2 separate regions of the Sus scrofa genome follow, and region 2 is linked to region 1. The links are chromatin contacts, called in public HiChIP or PLAC-seq maps. All regions are on one chromosome and are shown on one strand. Each heading gives the region's core, a stretch centred on a gene start, on an enhancer-like site or on the middle of the called end of the contact. The rest is flanking DNA. Distances are from core to core; before and after follow the strand shown.

The links. HiChIP or PLAC-seq counts read pairs in DNA pulled down with a chosen protein or histone mark.
Region 2: an H3K27ac HiChIP or PLAC-seq map of alveolar macrophages shows a contact between it and region 1. The contact joins the promoter of PDSS1 here to the promoter of ACBD5 in region 1. A contact is called at or near these places in 2 of 5 promoter capture datasets (fetal liver and liver) and 1 of 2 datasets of contacts at active chromatin or transcription factors (alveolar macrophages).

What each region holds. Positions count from the first base shown.
Region 1 is chr10:48,921,100-48,923,937 of Sscrofa11.1, reverse strand. ACBD5 (acyl-CoA-binding domain-containing protein 5) reads left to right here and starts at 1,561. Exons shown (of 14, transcript XM_013980249.2): 1 at 1,561-1,698.
Region 2 is chr10:49,118,979-49,121,785 of Sscrofa11.1, reverse strand. It overlaps PDSS1 (decaprenyl-diphosphate synthase subunit 1), which reads left to right and starts at 1,393. Exons shown (of 12, transcript XM_005668142.3): 1 at 1,393-1,600. The coding sequence starts at 1,466.

The DNA.
Region 1 (2,838 bases), core at 312-2,811:
GCAACTCAGGATCCAAGCAGTGTCTGTGACCTACACCACAGCTCATGGCAACTCCAGATTCTCAACCCACTGAGCAAGGCCAAGGATCAAACCTGCACCTCATGGTTCCTAGTCTGATTTGTTTCAGCTGCACCATGATGGGAACTCCTAGTGGGCCAATTCTTAATTAAAATATCTCTAGAAATATGTGATCAAGGACAATCATCTATTGTGGTGATCATAATACATATATCGAATCATGGAGTTCCCATCATGGCTCAGTGGTTAACGAATCTGACTAGGAACCATGAGGTTGAGAGTTCGATCCCTGGCCTTGCTCAGCGGGTTAGGGATCCAGCATTGCCGTGAGCTATGGTGTAGGTTGCAGATGCGGCTCAGATCCCGAGTTGCTGTGGCTCTGGCATAAGCTGGCGGCTACAGATCCAATTAGACCTCCAGCCTGGAAACCTAGATATGCTGAGGGAGTGACCCTAGAAATGGCAAAAAGACAAAAAAAAAAAAATTGAATCATTATGTTGTACACCTGAAACTATTGTTATATAGATATATATTGTACATCAATACATCTCAATTTTTTAAAAAAGAATGCTTCATAATAGGCACTGTGCTGAAAGTACTAAAAGCCATTAGTGTTCCATAAGATATATTTTAGGTGGAATTACAGGATTGCATAATTGGAAGGCACCTTAGGAACTGATTCAATCCATCATATGTCAATCATTATATGTCAGTAGGAATTACCACATCTAAACCAGCACTGCTAACTTCTTTACCTGAATAACCTCAATGTCCTTTCTCCTTATACTATTATCCTTGACTGTAAATCCATACTACCAGCAAACAGAAATACAACAGACATCACTGGCAGAAAAATTCTTATTCATCACTACCTAAAGACCAACATACTCTAAATTAGCTTATTATGAACAGTTGTCAAAATGAAGTCCTAGATGTGAAATAAATATCCAAACCTTTTTATAAGTATGCATAACTGAGTGAAATTGAAACGGATATATAACAAAAGAGCAAGAAAAGATTAGAGGAAGCAGCAGCTATTCAGCACATAACCTCCCCCTCGTTTGAATAAATTAGAAAAATTGTTAGTCTCTTACACTTTGGTGTCCCGCAAAAAGTCCAAGATTTAAAGCAAGGTTTTTTTGGATTGACTGACGCCTGGTTCAGCTACTCCTGTACTTACTACTACTTGACCTTGAGAAAATCAGTTAATATGATTTTCAATTTCCTCATTCGTAAACACCCTACAGGGTTTTTGGAATACATGTTACATGCCTGGCAAATATCAGGCACGCAGTAAGGCATAGTCTTTACTACCTGAAGGCAATATAACAGCACACGACCTCAAAGTTAATAAGCCTCAGGAGCAAGAAATGAGACGGATCTCCAGGACCTCTCTGAAAGACACCACGGAGGGTCTGTCCCTTTGGCTGAGGCGGATGTGGTATTTGGCAGGAGCTCAAAGGACGACGCAACAGGAAGGCGGGATTTCCGCCGCAACGGCTCCAGCGTCTGCCGGACCAAGGAACCAAACAGGAACAAGTGGGAGGAACGACCTCAGCTGGAGGCAGGTGTCCCGAAGCGTAGCGGAGCGGGGACTACATTTCCCACAAGTCCGCGGGGGCAGGGCGAGGGGCGGGCGTCGGGGACCTTACCGGACAGGTCTTGCCCGGCAATGCTAAGGTAAATGCCGGCACTGCGACTCCAAGGGAAAAGTAACTTAGAGCCTGCGCCTAAATTTGGACTAGTCACCCTCTAACCCATCCCGAACTGACGGAAGCGACCTGGCAATTTTGGGATTTCCAGGCCGCAGGACTCCGCCCCCAGAACCCGTAGCAGTGCCCCCTCGGTGGGCCTGGGGGCGCATCCTACATGCCTGAGGACGCGGGGCGCTGTGCTAGAAAGGTGAAGGCCCAGGATACCCCTTTCTAGGGTTGACGATCCGTACTGGTCCCCCGTTCGCCCCTCCCCCACGCCCTGTCGCCCATTAGGTCTGCCAGAAGCTGTACTGTGCCCGGCTTCCTGGGGCTAGATATCGCGGGTGGTGCAGGGGAAGGTGCTCTCTCTCCCCCAGCCCAGTCTAATTAGCCGGCGATCTCCCGTCTCCTTTGGTTGTTGCGCAGACGTCCTTGCCTTGGGGGCGGCTAAAGCTGTCAAAGACTGAGAGCCAAGCACGGCTAAACACTCCATCCAGCATCCCTAATCCTTTCATATACCCTTTAGGGTGATATAAAGATTGTCACTGGAGAGGCTAAGTAGCTTACCCTGGGTGACAGAACTAAAATGGCAGAACTTAAGTTTCGTAACAAGCCTCTGCGGATCTAAAGCTCTTAAGTCCCATCAGCTTTCTCAAACCCTAACCTCAGGAGCAGGCGCTGAAGACCAAAGTCATTTTTTTTTTTTTTGCCCAGCGGTACCACGCGCGCTGCAACCCCGCGTCGGCTACTCTGGCGCGGACCCAGCAATCCATTCTGTTTTAAACATCGAGCCCTGGGCTCTCCGCGGATCCACCTGACTGCTTTTATTTCCCCCCTTCTCCGGCCCTCCTCTGGGGACCTACAGTTCGCGTCATCTCGGTGGCCGCGGGGACGGTGGGTGGAGTTTACTGCGCAGCGGCGGCTGCAGCGAGTGGGTCCGGGGAGGGTTTGGGGCGGGGCCGCAGGGAGGGCGCGGACAGACAGACCGACCTCGCCGGGATGGGGGGTGTGGCTGCTCCACCAGGGTCCTGCGGGTGGGAGAGTGGCTCCGCCACCACCAGTGGCCGGGGCTCCTCTGACTCCTGCTAGAGATGCTCTTTCTCTCGGTGAGTTGTTTTTCTGTCTT
Region 2 (2,807 bases), core at 144-2,643, 200 kb before region 1:
AAATTAACTTTTAAAAAACTTATATGCTTTTATTCTGTAAAAAAAATACTTTGGGGAGTTCCCGTCGTGGCGCAGTGGTTAACGAATCCGACTAGGAACCATGAGGTTGCGGGTTCGGTCCCTGCCCCTGCTCAGTGGGTTAACGATCCTGCGTTGCCGTGAGCTGTGGTGTAGGTTGCAGATGCGGCTCGGATCCTGCGTTGCTGTGGCTCTGGCCTAGGCCAGTGGCTACAGCTCCGATTCGATCCCTAGCCTGGGAACCTCCATATGCCGCAGGTGCGGCCCAAAGAAATAGCAAAAAAAAGACAAAAAAAAAAAATACTTTGAAGATAAGTGTAAAAATAATGTGCTCAGCAATACGAGCACTTTCATTCTTTAATGCAAAATGCGTGAGTCGAAAGAAAAAAAAATATTGGAGAATCATGGTTGCCTTTTTATTGGACTATTTTCTCATAAGAGTGAATTGTTTGAGGACAGAGTAAGTTTCTTCTATATCTGTATCCTTAGTGCTTACACTTTGTCTCCTTGTGTACACGTACTGAATGATTATATCACAACTTCTGTTATAAATACGCTCTCTCAGTACCACGAGGAGATCTGACCATAGAATAAAGGAAAGGTCTTTCTAACTCATAGAGGGTATTAATCCTGTCCATTCTCCAGTATTCCCTGGGATGGTTACAAATAGATTCACCATTACCAAATATTAAAGAACTTCACACAGCTTGGTACACACCCGAAAGGTACTCAAATCTAGATGTGCCTAAGACTGCCAAACTAGGCTACACTATACCTAAAAGGTTTTCAGAGGAGAGAATCCAAAAGTGGAGAGATGGGGCTAATCTAGCTTCTCTTTCACAAGAACCCTGTCGGGGGGGGGTGTTGACTTATTACTGGAAAGACGCAAAAGGCTGTCACTTTCAAGGCCAGGTCGCCACGAAAAGCAAACGAAGGCGTGACAGGTGCCAGTTAAGAGAAGCAGCAGCAGAAACTGGAGCCACTGGATTAGCAAAATGGGAATTAGATTCTTTACGTCCTATTTCCACCTAAACACGCAAAAGCAAAGTTAGCCCCATTTCGGCATACGCCTTGTGTTATTTTTGACTGACTGCGGGTCCTCCAGGTTGCATTTTTGCGGTGACTACTTGAACACCGGTTGGGCGGGGTCGGAAGAGGCCACTCCCCGAGAAGAAGATCACGCTGGTTTTTCCCAGGCTGGCGCGGCGTCAAGGGATCCAGCCGCCCCGGCGCCGCCACACGCGAGCCCCTCTGCGGCCACCCCTCCAGCTCCTCTGCGGGAAGCGCAGGGAACGCTGGGCGGACCGCGACCCCTTGGTGGCGAAGGGGCGGGGCGAGCGGGGCAGAAGCTCTTCCGGTGCTGGACTTCCGGCTCCGGGTCCCCGGAGGAGGGGCCACTGGGCCAGAGGCGGAGCTGCCGCCCAGCCGCGACTTTCAGACTCGGACCATGGCCTCGTGCTGGTGGCGGTGGCGGCGCGGCTGCTTCTGGAGGCCGGCGGCACGGAGCCCTGGGCCTGGCTCTCCCGGCCATGCGGGGCCGTCTGGGCAGCGCGCCGCCGCTGCCGCTGTTGCCCGTGCGCAGGTGAGGCCGGGGAGCGCGTGCGGCGGCCGGGCGCAGAGGTCACGGCGCCAATGACAGCAGCAGGGCGGAATGAATGGGCGCGTGTTGCACGAGTGACGCGCGGGGGCTAGGGGGCTGGGGTGGAACGCGACCCCGGGCTGGAAGGGCCTTGGGGAAAGGACCGAGCTGAGGGCTGGGTGCCCGGTTTCTGCCTCAATAGGATTATCCCGCGCAGAGCTTCGGAGAGTTGTTCTGGGGACCGGGGAGCACCTAGGGTGTGGCGAAGGGGCTGTGAGGAGCCAGGTCCCGGGGGAAACGCAGGCAGTTGCTCTGTGTCTCTTGAGGTACCGGCAGAGTAAAGCGTGAAGAGCGTCCGCAGTTGTTTCGAGTTACAGCCAGGGCTTCGGAGCACCGAAACTTAACTGGGATTTCAGAGCAGAAGGTGCTCTGAACGCTCAGAGGTACGAAGGACCGGGGTAGCCTCAGAATAGGCGACTTGTGGAAGACTGGTTTCACCTGTGCTGTGGTTGATTCGGAGGGAAGGCACACCTTGACCAGGTGGAAGGACACGGGTAGGAGAAGAGTGAGGATGCCGTAAACAGAGAAACCTTGACCTTTAAATCGACCTTTGACTTCCTGAAACAGAGTCAGAATCTGAGCACCAACCATGCCTCCTTGACGCTCTCCCCTGCTGCCTTTGGACTCCATCTCGTTTTTCTCCCTTTCCGGTCAGTTTAGCTCCTGTGTGTTGATAAGTTTCTATGGTTCTGTGAGTCCTTTTCGCGCTTTGTAGTGATAAACTCTCAACGTGCACTAGGCTAGGCTCGTACTGTTCAGCCTAACAACGTAAACTTTGTGGACTCACCTTTTTAGAGACTTCTCCGGTCACCGAAATTATGTATATAATTGTGTAATAGTTGTATGTGCTCACCTCTCATATATAAGGCTAATTTATTTTGAAGTTTGAATTTAGAACTCTTGTTTCATTCGGATTTCGCTGTACCCCATCAGACACTGTTTCACATATAGGAAATATGTAGCATTTCTAAATGTCTACTTATGGATACATATCTCAACTTATGGAAAATAGACATTTGGAGAGAGAATGACAGGTAGTCTAGTCTATGGACTAGACAGTAAAGGGAGACAATGGGGAAAAGAGAACCTACTGAGATCCATTTCAATACTGTCCTAGCAAGCCTTCAAATATCTCTGGTACCACAGATGA